Linked DNA regions of Sus scrofa: all the other regions are linked to region 1. A link is a contact called in public HiChIP or PLAC-seq data. All regions are on one chromosome and are shown on one strand. The core of a region is the stretch at or near the end of the contact, and the rest is flanking DNA. Distances in the headings are between cores, read along the strand shown.

Region 1 (4,398 bases), core at 1,560-4,059:
TATCTATTATTTCAAAATTAGGTAAAATAAATTATTTTCTAAAAAGTAACCCACATATTATTGCTACTGGTGATTCAGCAGAAAATGATAGAATGCTACCATTTCAACATATAAACATAAAATAGCAAACATTCTACAGTGCTACTAGATTTCATGCTATGACCTTTTCTTTTTCAGAGTTGTGCCAGTATTGCTGGGGACATGGTATCGGCCAAGGCATGACACAGGGATAACTCTGCAAGATTGTCTAGTATAAAGCCGTGCAGTCTGAAAAGTGACAGACAAGAAGCATGAAATTCTGAGTGTGTGTGTATATGTATACACAAACACACACACATATGTTTAGATTATGCCTTTTTTTTTTTTTTTTTTTTTTGGCCACGATGTGCCACAGGGAAGTTCCCGGGCCAGGGATTGAACCCATGCCACTGCAGTGACCACACCAGATCCTGAACCCACTGTGCCATAAGAGAACTCTGAAATTCTGAATATATTTTTACTGACTCTCACTATACAAACTTAGATACTCCAAAGAAAAGGGAGAGGTTTTCAGTGGATATTGTTAAAAATTTCTAATAGGAAAAGGATAAGCATGGACTTAGGTGCATTCCTAAAACAGATGAAAAGTTTTATGCATATGATATACCACACTCACACAAACACACACACACACACACACACACACACAAGTATACATTATTTGCTGTTGTTTAACCAGCAATGCTTCTCCTGGGTCTCTTTCTGCTATTTTTGTTTAGTTCATATCTAAGTAAGACAAGGCTATACTGCCCTAAATAAAATTTTTTATAGATTATAGTAATTATTTTTTAAAATGCTACACCAGAAACCTGAATTTTAAAAAATTAAAAAAAATTTTTATTAATGAATTTTATTACATCATTTTTTAAGGGAGGTGCTGTACCTGCCTTTCTTTATCTGCTATTTTTACCAGCACTGCCTCAGACTTGCCGCAAGATGGCGCTGTGGGGTCCTGGATGACGCAAAGCAAGGTTCAAGAAATGTATAAAAAAAATCAGGTTTTGAATACCAACCTTATCCATACACAAATGCCGAACACATATCAATATGAACAAATAAAAATGTATTCTACATGTTCTATCATTTAATGATACAAAGATTATCACTTTTAATAATTTATTCTATTGGCCTAAAAGTAAGTCCCCAAATCATAATCAGTAACATTATTCTACCCCTTAACGTATCTATGATACAACCAGCTTCCAGTAAAGATGTTTCCACACAAAATTACGAAGAAGAAACTGGCTGGGCCTGACATTAACTGGATGGAGAGTCTTACCCCCTCCAAAAGAGCCATTTAAAGTATACATACACAGAGTTTACAGTAAACAAAACCCCTCTCCAAGAAAGATCTGATGTTCAGTTTAAAAGCTTGTAAAAAATAAAAATAAAAAATTTGAATTCTCTTGCCTATCTCTCTAGGTTCATCTCTCACACTGCCATTTCCCTTCTCGCAGTAGGTATTCTGGACTTTCAGAAGTACTGGCCCACTAACTTTTTTTGGCAGGATGGGGCATTAACTTTTACTTCTGGTTCTTTCCTCTGGCACGCCTTCCTTTCTCTCTGCTTCCGATGTTGTTTCACCACTCAAGCTTCCACAATTTTGTCCAGGTAGCTTCTTTCACAGGTCTCGCAACCTACGGAAAATCCCTGCCCCAAGCCACCTGCTCTCTGGTTTAGACAGGCCTATGGGCTCCATACAACACCCCTTATACTTATTATACCATATTTAAATTATCTATTTCTAAACTCTCTTCCTCTAGGGTGACAAAATCCTTAAGGACAGATTTTGGGTCTCGAAACTCAGAGCTTAGAGAAGAGAAGGTGCTCAATAAGTAGCTGCTGAATGAATGAAAAAAACAAAGCCAGCAACTGGTGGTCTCTGCCACGCAGTGAAACACGCAGTGAAAAGAGTAGAGCTGGACAAAGCCCATCTTGTGAGCTAGATCAAATTACTTTGTTTCTCTGAACCTCAGAGAAACAGAGATTTCCATTTACATGTAAGAAATTCAAGAAATAATTTTTGCAGAATGCCCAGAAAAGCTCCCCAGTTTAGAGTTATGTGCTCAATTAATATTCATTCCCTTTCCCTCATCAACTCTAAGCCAGAGATAATCAATAATTTTCTACTTGTGAGAGAAAGAAAAAGGAAAAATTCCTCTAAGCCACATAAGACCCAAACTGGAACCTTGGAGAAGGGAGTGGCCATATTATGGGGGGATTTTTTCAGCTTCAGAGAAGCGAGTTTGCTAATGTTCTGAGTTACAAACAGGGATATAATTCTTCGCCGGGGAAGAGAAGAGAAAAAAAACCTCTTTACTTTTATGATAGCCAAACTGGCAGAAGCAGAAGTATATTAGGAAATGAAAACTTTGAAAATTCAGCTTAAAAATGCTACTTTTAATAAAAGCCAAGGAGGATCTTCCTTTTGTACCAATAGCTCAGATTCAATCTTTCAATTCTGATATGATAGCTGAAAAACAGACTGTCACGGTGGCAAAAAATTTAACATTTATCTTTAAGATAAGTCAATGGGTTATGTTTCTATAGCTTAAGGTTGGTTTCATGTAGAAGGATTGCTTTGACTCAGGGCAGGTACAAAGTTGGAAGATCTAAAACATTTACGAATTTCAGGCAGAAGGGAATGTCTAGAGAGACACTAGCAAAGAGCTGATCCAATTAAGGAATTCAAAAGATTTCCTACTGCCAGTAAACCTAACAACAAACCAGCCAGCAGGAAGGCTATTTTTATCCCTGCCAGAGGCCTTCTGACTCTGGATGCTACATTTAGAGGACAGAGCAACAAGATAACTTGCCTTAAGAGGATGTTATGATACCAGTGATTAATGGCAATTTTTTAAGCTTTAAAAAACTAGGCATAGTTTTTATCCAAAATAAACCAGCCAAAGTCAGTTTAAAAAAAAAAAAAAAAAAGAAGATAATATAACGGAAAGAAAAGTGGAAAAACAGACCAATGGGTACTAGAAAAGTTTTCAGTAATCTAGAAACAAAGCCAAGGCAGTACATTAAAATCCTCCTACCTTGCAAAAAGGCTGATGAAAAGAAATATGTGTTATAAGAGACATATTTTAAAAGAACCAGTGAATAAAAATAAATAATTGTAGAACTCCCCCAAAGGTAAAGGTGATTTTTTTTTCTTTCTTTCTTTTTTGGCCCCTTGGCATATGGAGTTCCTTGGCCAGGGATCAGACCTGAGCCACAATGGTTGTGACCTCCACCGCAGCTGGGGCAACTCCAGATCCTTTAACCTGCTGTGCCAGGCCAGGGATTTAGCCTTCGTTTTTGTGTTGCAGAGACACACGGCCACAGTAGGAACTCCAGTAAAAACGATTTTGAGAAATGGTTCTCTGTACCAACATGAAGAAGATCAAGACAAATTCATGAAATCCCTTGGGACTCTAAGCTAAATTACGTATGGATGATGGAGAACTTTAGAGATGAGACGAGCCCCTCCCCAAAAAGCAATGAGCTAAGTCAGTGGTTGGCTTTCTGCATACATACCTATCATTAACGCTAATCTCTAATTTAACGTAAATCCTAATGACTTTACTGAATCTTAACGAAGAATGAGCTTTGATTTCACATCTAATCTAATTTCACCTTTGTTATTTCTCAAAAGGCCCAGGTCCTATTTTCCTTTATCAGTACTCAAGGCACTGAGTCTTCCTCTTTTCATTAGCCTTAAAAATAAACAGACTGTTCAAAGATGTCTGCAAATTATTTGGAGGATAAGCTGCATTAGGCCAAGAGTCTAAGTTTTTATTTCCTGATATATCCCAAAGGCCTAAAATAGTGCCTGGCACTTAGTGTTTGCTTGATATGTATTTGTTTTATGAGCAGCCCCCATAGCTTTAGACTTTATACATCTACCCGAAGTGGTTCTCAAAGTGGAGTGAGGGTGGGGGTGAGGAGGGAGGGCAGTCTATCTGAATCACTGCTGGAATACACATATGCTTAAGTCTCATGACAGACTTGGTGAATCAGAATCAGCAAAAAGAACAAGCCAGCTTGGAAAAGCTCCCTCAGTGATTCTATTTTGACCTCCACCCCCTAAAGGCACTCTCGATAAGAAATCAGCAGGTGTGAGGTATGGATCTTTTACAGAAGATTATGATAAAATACACATTTTCAATTCTGTCCCCAGTCTCCTACACAAAAATTAAGAAACCTGAATGCCTACTGTCCGAAGTATACTAAGACAAACTTTTTTTTTAAACATTTGTTTCCCCTCATAAACACTACACAATAAATACCTAAGCTACTGAATCAGGAACCAGATGCAATGTGTTCCTATCTTGATTCGCTAGGTACCAGTTCGCTGAGTGACTTTACAAAAGC
Region 2 (4,901 bases), core at 1,627-4,126, 150 kb after region 1:
GGATCTCCAAGCAGAAGGGAAGGGGGACCCCCAGGGAGGAAGGAAGGCCCCAAAGAGCCAAAGTATCCACGTGGCATGTAGGCAATAGGGAACTTAGACATCTCACAGAGTTTCCCACAATCCTGTGAGACATAAGAAGTAATACAATGATTCCTGTGAGCCCCAGAATGTCACAGAGGTCACAGAGTCACCTGATCTGAGACAGGTTGAAGCTAAGAATAAGGGACAGTTCCACAGGACCTGAGTTTACCAATGGCTCTGAATGATAAGTGCCACTGAAGGTGACATCAGTGACCAGTGGCCTTCCTTCCTTCACCTTTGCACACCAAGCAGAGATGCAACGGCTAGGAATGGAGGGGGTGGATGGACTGTGATTCATCTGTGACCCACTCCAGCCAAATGGCAACTCAAAATTAGAAACTGAACTTAATAGATATAAAAAAGAAATTTATATTTTATATGTATCCCGCACGTGAGTTCATACTCATCACAAGTGAATGAATGAACAAATACAGTTCATAAAAGCATCTTGGCCAAAGGGATCCATCTCTCAGCTGAAATAGGGATTCATCTCTTCCCCGTTTTGACTTCTGGGGCAGCCCAGTATGAGACGTCAAGAATCTGTAAGCTCCATTCAAAGTCTCTCTGTTTGAGGATTACAGCTACTGCTAAAGGGTCCCATTGCAGCAAACCATAAAAGAGGGAGAACCGGATCCAGGCCTCTGTTTGAAGGTGACCCAGGGCTGAGTGATGTTCCAGGAACCCCTCCTTCCAGGGACTCAGGAGAAGGGTGGTCAGGAAAGGTTTTCTTGCAAAAAAAAAAAAAAAAAAGAGGCTGGAGAGGAATTCTGAAAATGAGTATAACTAGATAGGGAGGGAGAGCTACCTACCAAGCAGACAGAATCGCACATACAAAGGCCCTGTGGTAGGAAGGAGCTGGGCTTATTCATGGAAGCCCAGCTCCTGGATCAGGAACCCTGAGAGTGAAGGTGAGCGATGCAGTACGGCCTTGATTGGTGCTTCTAAAATGTTCCCTCTCCCCTCTTTAGTTTGGGCTGGAGCTAGTGACTTGTTTCTAATCAATAGATTAAGATAGCAATGGGCTGCCACTTCCAAGATTCGGTTCTAAAAGACTCCCCTCTTGTTTTCTTGCTTGCTTGTTCCGATGAAGCAAGCTGCCACACTGTAAGCTACCCTATGGAGAAGCCCTAGGGACAAGAAACTGAGGATGCCTCTTGCCAACAGCAAGCGAGGAGCTAAATCCTACCAACAAGCGCGTGAGTGATCTCGGAAGCAGAGTCACCCTGAGTTGAGCCTTGAGATGACTGCAGCCTCAGTGGATAACTTGGGTTGCAGCCTTGTGAGAAGCCCTGAGCCAGAGGACCCAGCTTAGTCACACCCAGATTCCTGGCCCACAGAAACTGTGAGGAAATAAACTCATGTTGTTTCCTAAGTCACTAAGCTTGGGGGTCATTTGTTACACAGTGATGGATGACTAATGCAGCTGATAAGGTACACAGGTGTGAGATAATGCAAAGTATTCAGCAGTTCGTCTTAGGATTTCAGTAAATTCTCTGCTTGGAACCCATGTGTAATTCACCTGAGCTTCTGACTCTGAACTTTTCTGATTCATAAAATCTACATATCGTATGAAGTTGGATGTAAGATAATGTTAGCTTCTCTAACATGGAAGTGGTAGGGACAATGAGAGGTTGGAAGGGACAGGAATTAACCTTTGCTGACAACCTATGGAGGTTCAGGTTCTCAAGATGCTTTTGGTTCTTGGGAAAATATTCCCAGTGTTGGCCCAGGCAACTCTTTCTAGTGAAACTGAAGAGGCTCAGCATTGACTCTGGCAGGGACAACATTCTCCCATTTCTTCTAACTAACAGAACCCCTGTATTATTGGGGGTGTCCACTCATCTGGTACATTTCCTAGCTCCCTCACTGTAGGGCAGCCAATAAGCTATAAGCAGAAATCACTGGATGGAATTTCTGGTAGTTTTTATTTGTCTGTTGGTTTTGTTTGTTTTAATATTGACTCATTTGAGAAGTGCACAATCTTGTACTTCTCTTTCTCCTTGCTGGCACCTGGAATGTGGGTATGATGGCTGGATCTGTGGCAGCATTTATGACCATGCAATGCACCTTGATGATGGAAGCCACACTTTAAGGACAGCAGAACAAAAAGATGGAAAAAGCCTTGGCCAGAGAGTCAGTCCTTGACTGTTTGCGGTTTCATATGAGAGAAAAGTAAATCTTTATCTTGTTTAGGCCACTTTTATCCAGGTTTTCTGTTATGGGTAGCTGACAAACCAGTCAGTCCTAAATGATACGCTTGCATCCTAAGTAAGGTATTTAAGGAATTTGGGGATTTCTCTTTTAAATTGCCAGGACTCCAGACTCTCAGAGAAAATTTTACCTTATGCCCCTCTTGGCTAAAAAGTTACTAGTATGCTGACAAAAATTTCCTGAGCTTTACCCCATGCACTGAACTCTAGCCATTACGGGTAGCTGCCTCACAGTGTATTTGTGAGACGGGATCATCATCCCATTTTACAGATGAGGAAGTGGAAACTCAGATTCCATCACCATCCAGGGAACATGGCTAGAATTTGAACTCAGATCTGTCTGAACCCACAGCTCGTATTTTTTTTTTTCTATTGCTTTCCCATTGTCTCCCAGCTCTAGAACGCTGAGTCCTCATTCAGGCAGAAGGTGGGGCCGGTCAAACCACCCTGAGGTCCCTGGATCAGAGGGTGCAGCCCTCACCCACGTCTTCCATCTGCAGCTACCGGCTGAGGTCTTCTCCAGTGCAAGGTTACTAAAGCGGATGGCCCAGCTGGTCCTCTCCCCAGCTCACTGCCATCCTGTTTACTGGCCATCTGGCCCTCATCTCTGTGATTCTCTGACTGTCCCTCCTCAAGGACCCTCTTAAAGGGACAGAGCCTCTCTGGTTTCAGTAAACGACCTCCATTCCTAAACCTAGATGCTCAACCTTGACCAGAGCAAGCCTGACAAAGAAAAGGCCAAAACAGTAGGGATTTCTGGGAGCAACACAAGTCTATTTCTAAGCTCAGATTACAGCATCCGAAAGGACGACTCGTTCCAGGCAAACACGCTCCCACCCCCTGGCAGGAATGTGATCAGAGCAGCCTGACTCCTCGGCAGGTTCTGAATGTTCTCCGCTGAAACTTGCTTTATCCTGGTTGAAACTCCTGTCTGTCCCAGGAGAGACTGGAAATATACTCTTTCTAGGAGCTGCTGGAAAATTAACCCACATTAGCAGAGACCTAGGTGAGGCTGAATTGGGGACAGGAAGGTCCGCTTGAAAGAAAAAAAAAATGTTCTTTGTAACCAGGACAAGGCTAAATAAACCCTCTCTCCATTGGTCCAAATCTATGCCAGCCTCCCACTGGCATCCGTGGGTGTGCTGAGAACAAGCTATGGATTTCTACAGAGACTGTCACCATAGCACTAGGGGCCTTATTCTGCTATTTCAAGAGGGAAAATAATCGAAAGGTCAAAGGAAGAAAATCTACCATCGAGCTTTTCAAACTGCAAATATTTATTAACACTTTAGCAAGCGCCTGGCACTACATTAGATGGCGGCCACAGCAAGATGGGCAGGGAGAGATGAGCCATCTTGCAACCCCCATGAGTCAAGCACAAGGCTGGGCACTGTTTCTCTCTCTACAGTCTTGAAAGGGCAAAGAATAATCCCCATTTTGTCAACTGGGGAAAAAATGAAGGGCATCCAGGAGCTAGAATCAGGAATGTGATACTGGACCAGACTGAATCCCGGTAGAGGGGGGATTCTTTTTTCTTTCTTTCTTTCTTTTTTTTTTTAGGGCCCCACCTGTGGCATGTGGAAGTTTCCAGACTAGGGGTTGATTTAGAGCTGCAGCTGCCAGCCTACGCCAGAGCCACAGCAACGCTGGATCCGAGCTGCATCTGAGACCTATGCCACAGCTCACGGCAACGCTGGATCCTTAACCCACTGAGCAAGGCCAGGGATTGAACCCACATCTTCATGGACCCTATGTGGGATTCTTAACCTGCTGAGCCACAATGGGAACTCTGGGGCGGAGGGGGTGGTTCTGAATATAAAATACTCCTTGGTCTGTTCACTGAGACACGGGGTGTTAGGGAGCCGAGAGGGGTGTGGAGGCAGCGGGGAGGATCTCAGAGAGAATCTGGCACCTGCTGTTGGCCTGAGGGACAAGGAAAGGCAGTAGTGTTGCCAGCCCAGTGGGAACGGCAGGGGAAAGAGGGGCCCCGGGCTTGGGGCAGGTGGGAGCAGGGCAGAGAGTGGGTGGGAGGGGGTGGCAGTGGAGAGTCAGCAGCACAGGGACATCTGCTGACCGCACCTGAGCCACGGTCTCCCCCCTGGGTGCTGCCAAGCTCCATCCAAGCAACTGAGGATGGAAGGGGATGCTTCCCTGTAGGAACTGGCGGCTACTGCACTAATTCTGGTTAACAACCACCAAACCCAGTGGCTTACACTAACAAGCATTTTTTTTTTTCCTTCATGCTCACAAATTGGAGGACAAATTGTGCCTCTGCTGGGGTCGCCTGGGCTTGGCTCCAGGCTCCAGGTTGAGTTGGGTCTGGGCCACGTGCTCCTCATCCTGCGTGGACCAGGAGACATGATTTTCTCATCTTGGATGACAGGCGCACAGAAGCCCAAACCACACAAGCACAGAGAGACCCTCTGCTTCCCTCGTGTCCACGCACATCCCACTGGTCAGTCTTGGCCAAGTCCAACAACAGTGCCATGGGGGGGGCAGGGGCTAAACTCTAGCAGCTCTACTGGGAACAAATGAAGAACCACGGGGTGACAGGTACAATGTATAATCCTGCTCTATGGGAGTGAAGAACTAGAAGCAATACTTTTACTT
Region 3 (4,576 bases), core at 657-3,156, 210 kb after region 1:
CCAACTTCCAGCTCACATACTGTTTGAGGGCGGGGGCTCTGTCTTGTTTACTGCTTTCTCTGCAGCCTCAGCATAAAGCCTGGCTCGTAGTAGGGGATCAGTAAACACTTGTGAATAATCAATGGACACTTTGAATAAAGATGCCCTTAGGCTGAACTCAGTACCTCTTTTCAGAGCTCCGGTAACCATGTTCCCTTGCAGCATTACATCCAAATTCTCCATCTCCCCCAGCAGTCTGAGAGCTCAGCCGGGGTGGAGGGGTTCGATCTGAGGTTACAGACCCCTGGCCCCAAGACGTTCCCTGATATGCTCGGTTAGGTTTACCCCACGTTTTCTTTCTTTCAAAAAAAAGTTGTAATTAACTGTCAATATTTTAATAATGGGTGATTTAAAAAAAATCCACATTCAGGCTTCTCATGAAAAATATCATGATCTGGCTATGCTGGGCTGGTCCCTGCATGACAAGGACAGGCCGGGGTTGGGTAGCATCTGCCCCCTTCAGCCAGGACATCTGCTGTCCAGTACTCACAGGCCCACTCAGCCCACTCTGTGCATCTTTGTCACCTGCCTGCCACCTCTAGTATTTGACTTTTCAGGTCTCAGGACACATCATCTGGGAAATTCTTCTTATGAGGACATAGCAGTGTCCTTATTAGGTCTCCGCTATATGGTATGTCTTACATGAGGCCCAATAATCTAGCATGTCAGCTGAATTAAACCCATTTTTCTTAGCAAAGAGAGAAATAAGATCCATTACGAAAGTCAAGGGAGCCATGAGTTTTTTTTAAAGTACAAGTTGTCTGGAGTCAGCACAGACTTCTGCCTAAGGAGGACGCAAGGCTGGGTCCCCTAGGGCGGTGCTTCTCTAGTTTTAATGTGCGCAGGAGTTTCCTGAGGGAGGGGGCGAGGGGTCTGTTAAAAGGCATGTTCAGACCAGTGGGGTGAGGCAAGGCCTGAGACTCTGCATTCTAACAAGCTCCCAGGTCCAGACCAGGGCAATGATGCTGTAGGCTCTGTGGTGCCACCACCCCCGCTGCCTGGCTACATGAAAGGAACATCTCCCAGATCACTCAGGTGTTCTTGGGACAACCACTTGCCTGGTGTCACCTAGGTAAAGCCCTTTGGGAATGCCTAACTCTCTCTCTCTTTTTTTGTCTTTTGTCTTTTTAGGGCCTCACCTGCGGCATATGAAGGTTCCCAGGCTAGGGGTCAAATGGGAGCTATAGCTGCCAGCCTTTGCCACAGCCACAGCAGTGCAGGATCCGAGCTGTATATGTGACTTACACCACAGCTCACGGCAACGCCGGATCCTTACCCCACTGAGCGAGGTCAGGGATTGAACCTGTGTCCTCACAGATACTAGTCAGATTTGTTTCTGCTGAGCCGCGATGGGAAGTCCGGGAACCCCTCTTTCATTTTCGTCCAGGAAGGGGAAATGTGGGAAGCAAGGGACACACAGCAGGTGGGGTGGGGTGGGGTGGGCTGGGGGTGGTGGGACTTAGAAGCCTTTGCCTTTGCAGTTGCCTTCCCCGTTCGCCATGGCTGACCCCGTTAAGTCCCTGGCTGGGCTCTCTCTTGGGGCCTCAGACTGGGACCCCATACTGGGATGGGGGATGCACCCAGAAGGAGCTAAAGATTTAGCCTTAAGTCAACCTTAGTCACAAATCCCAGCTTGCAAATTTGGTGGGGGTTTGTTTGGTTGGATGGTTTTTTTTGAGCAGCCTTCTCAGTCACGCTCATGTTCCCAACATACTATTTTTCTAGGTGGCAGAAGGGAAGGCCTTTGCCCTCACAACGTCAGGGAAATCAGAGGAAGCAGAAAGAAAACTGACGCGTACGGAACTGGTCCCTAGGGCTTCTCCCAGGGAGCTTGTAAACAGGAAGTTGCAGGTACACTCTTTGGGAACACCCTGGGTTTTTCGGCCAGTTTGTTTTGCGGCCATGCTGCTCGTTCACATAAACTGGGGAGAAGATGATCAGAAATTCACCGAGCCTGTTCACAACCCCTCAGCCCAGATTTGGTGATAACAAGGCTGCTGGGCTAAGATGTGCTCCCAGAGGGCACGTGGTGGCTGGTGCTACAGGGGGCAGGGAGGTGCCCTCTGATTAGTCTAGCCCACTTTCCCCCAAATCCCCTCATGCCAGCCCCCTAAAGACATTTCTCAGGGCCATGAAGGGTTGAGAAGCCAACTCCTGGATGGCGGCTGCAGCTGGCATAGTTTTCAACAGCAGGCGAAGGAGGAAGACGAGATGGGGGCTCAGGCTCATCGCAGGCTGCGGCTCTAGGCTTTCATTAGTGTCCTCTGTTTTCAAAGTTCAGCTCCGGAGGGGGCTGGGGAGAGCAGGGTTTGGGGATTTGTTCAGCCTAGGTATACATAAATAGCAGCACACAAAATGTCTTTTATCAGCTATTTCCCAGGAAACAGGGAGGAAATTCTTCTCATCGCCGTATTATAAAAGAAGAGGGAGAGGAGACAGCCTTCTCTTCTTCCCTCTCCCCGTGCAGAACACTAAGTCACTGTTCTGACACCCACCGGGAGGGTCCCTGTTGGAGAGAAGGCAGAAGCGGGCGGGAGGACTGGGGCAGCTGCTAAGAAGACAGGTTCGCTGCCAGCCGCTGGAGCACAGACATGCTTTCCCAGGAAAGGGGAGGTTACGCAGCCTGCTGGGTAAACTGGAAATTATTAACCACAGGATGAGTAGAATCAAAAAGAGCTGAGAGCTGACTCTTGACTTTACCGGGAGTTGTAAGCATGCTAGGGAAAAAAAGGACAGATGTATTTGAAATATTTTTTTTTCCTGAACCAGGAAGAGCCAGTTCCAATAATTATGTCAAGGAAAGCTCTCCAGTATTTTCTCCTGCTGATATTGCAAGACTGGTTTTGTTATTTCTTCACACAGATGGCCTAGGAAACACTCACAACACTTGATATATTTTTCTTTCCTTTTTCTTTTTTTTTTTTTTTTGGTTTCCACCCAAAAGGGTTTGGTTCTTTCTAATCTGCCCATTTCTTAATTTGCTTTCTATTTCTGATTTAGAGAAAACGGTGACTTTAAAGGGCCTTCGAGACTATTTACATCACAGGAGAATTTGAGATTCTTTTCTTTATGTATTTATTTATTTAGGCTGCACCTGTGGCATGCGGGTTTCTGGGCCAGGGGTCAAACATTCGCCACAGCAGTGACAGTCAGATCCTTAACCTGCTGAGCCACCAGGGGACTCCTTAAGATTCTTTCTTATCATAAAAAATAGTAGGTGCAACCTCCTGCAATCATCAACTAACATTTTATTGAGCATTTACAGTGTGTCTCCATGTGAGCCAGCACCTGACACCAGGGCTTTTCAAAGACTGATGTGTGGTAATTCTACTTTTAATCAAAATTTTTTTTGTTGTCATTACTGAGTTGTATGAGTTCTTTACAGATTTTTGCTATTACCCCTTTATCAGATGTATGATTTGCAGATATTTTCTTCCATTCCACAGGTTGCCGTTTCATTTTGTTGACTGGTTCTTTTGCTGTGCAGAAGCATTTTCGTTTGGTGCAGTGCCACTTGTTGATTTTTGCTGGTCCAGCAATCTGAGTTCTGGGTATTTATCCAAAGGAAATGAATACCGGTACCCACCCTCCCATGTTTATTCCATACCTTGGCTATTATTCACAATAGCCAAGGTATGGAAAGAACCTAAGGGCCCATCGATGATGAATGGATCAAGGCAATGTGGTATATTTATATACAATGGAATATTATTCCGCCATGAGAAAGAAGGAAATCCTGCCATTTGTGACAACATGGATGAACCTGGGAGGGCATTATGCTAATGGAGATAAGCCAGAGAAAAACAAATACTGTACGAGATCCTTCATATGTGGAATCTAAAAAAGCGGAACTCATTAGAAACAGAGAGCAGAATGGTCCTGCCAGGGGCGGGGAACTGGGGAGATGTTGTTTAAAGGGTACAAATTTGCAGTTAGAAGATGAGGAAGTTTTGGAGCTGCACAGCATTGTGATTATAATCAACAATACTGTATTATATACTTTAAAGTTGCTAAGAGACTAGATCTTAAGTGTTCTCACCACAAAAAAGAAATGATAATTATTTGACTTGATGGAAGTATTTGTTAGCGAACAGAACATGGTGTTAATCAGACTGCAATAAATACAGTAATTGTATCAAATCAACTCGTTGTATACCGGAAATGTATACAACATGTCAGCTACATTGCAATAAAAAAGGCTGATGTGTAAACAAACCACCAAGACAGCCTGTCAAAACGCAGTCTAATTGAGTAGCTAAGGGGCCCTGGGAGTCTGCATTCCTAACAGCTCCCAGGTGATGCCAAGGCTGCTGGCCTCTGGACCACATGTGGAGTAGCAAAGCTTATATTCCAGTCTCATCGGATCCTCATGTCAGGTTAGCAGAAGAAATTTTATTGAAAGAAGTCGAGAGGTTTTCCCTATGAAAGGGAGGAAGACAGGCCTTAAACAGTCTTTGGTTTTGGAACAGGCAATGCTAACATGCCAAGGTGAACAGAGGTCATTAAGATACCTGCGTGCGGGGCCAGGCCCAGGCTG

Evidence for each region. HiChIP or PLAC-seq counts read pairs in DNA pulled down with a chosen protein or histone mark.
Region 2: an H3K27ac HiChIP or PLAC-seq map of skeletal muscle shows a contact between it and region 1. The contact joins two enhancer-like sites. A contact is called at or near these places in 2 of 47 Hi-C or Micro-C datasets (fetal heart ventricle and heart right ventricle) and 2 of 2 datasets of contacts at active chromatin or transcription factors (alveolar macrophages and skeletal muscle).
Region 3: a contact with region 1 is called in an H3K27ac HiChIP or PLAC-seq map of skeletal muscle. The contact joins two enhancer-like sites. A contact is called at or near these places in 3 of 47 Hi-C or Micro-C datasets (heart right ventricle and liver) and 2 of 2 datasets of contacts at active chromatin or transcription factors (alveolar macrophages and skeletal muscle).

The regions. Positions count from the first base shown.
Region 1 is chr16:50,463,057-50,467,454 of Sscrofa11.1, forward strand. All of the region lies in intron 2 of CPEB4 (cytoplasmic polyadenylation element-binding protein 4), which reads right to left. Among named protein-coding and RNA genes, the nearest start is that of CPEB4, 34 kb to the right of the region's middle. Within about 2 kb of position 2,810, at least 13 of the 83 cell types and tissues checked have an H3K27ac peak or open chromatin away from gene starts, as enhancers often do. A contact at or near this core is called in liver and skeletal muscle, where this site is marked.
Region 2 is chr16:50,611,230-50,616,130 of Sscrofa11.1, forward strand. The region is part of intron 4 of LOC102164818 (a long non-coding RNA gene); the gene reads right to left. Among named protein-coding and RNA genes, the nearest start is that of CPEB4, 110 kb to the left of the region's middle. Within about 2 kb of position 2,877, at least 10 of the 83 cell types and tissues checked have an H3K27ac peak or open chromatin away from gene starts, as enhancers often do. A contact at or near this core is called in skeletal muscle, where this site is marked.
Region 3 is chr16:50,670,270-50,674,845 of Sscrofa11.1, forward strand. The region is part of intron 3 of LOC102164818 (a long non-coding RNA gene); the gene reads right to left. Among named protein-coding and RNA genes, the nearest start is that of BOD1, 62 kb to the right of the region's middle. Within about 2 kb of position 1,907, at least 22 of the 83 cell types and tissues checked have an H3K27ac peak or open chromatin away from gene starts, as enhancers often do. A contact at or near this core is called in liver and skeletal muscle, where this site is marked.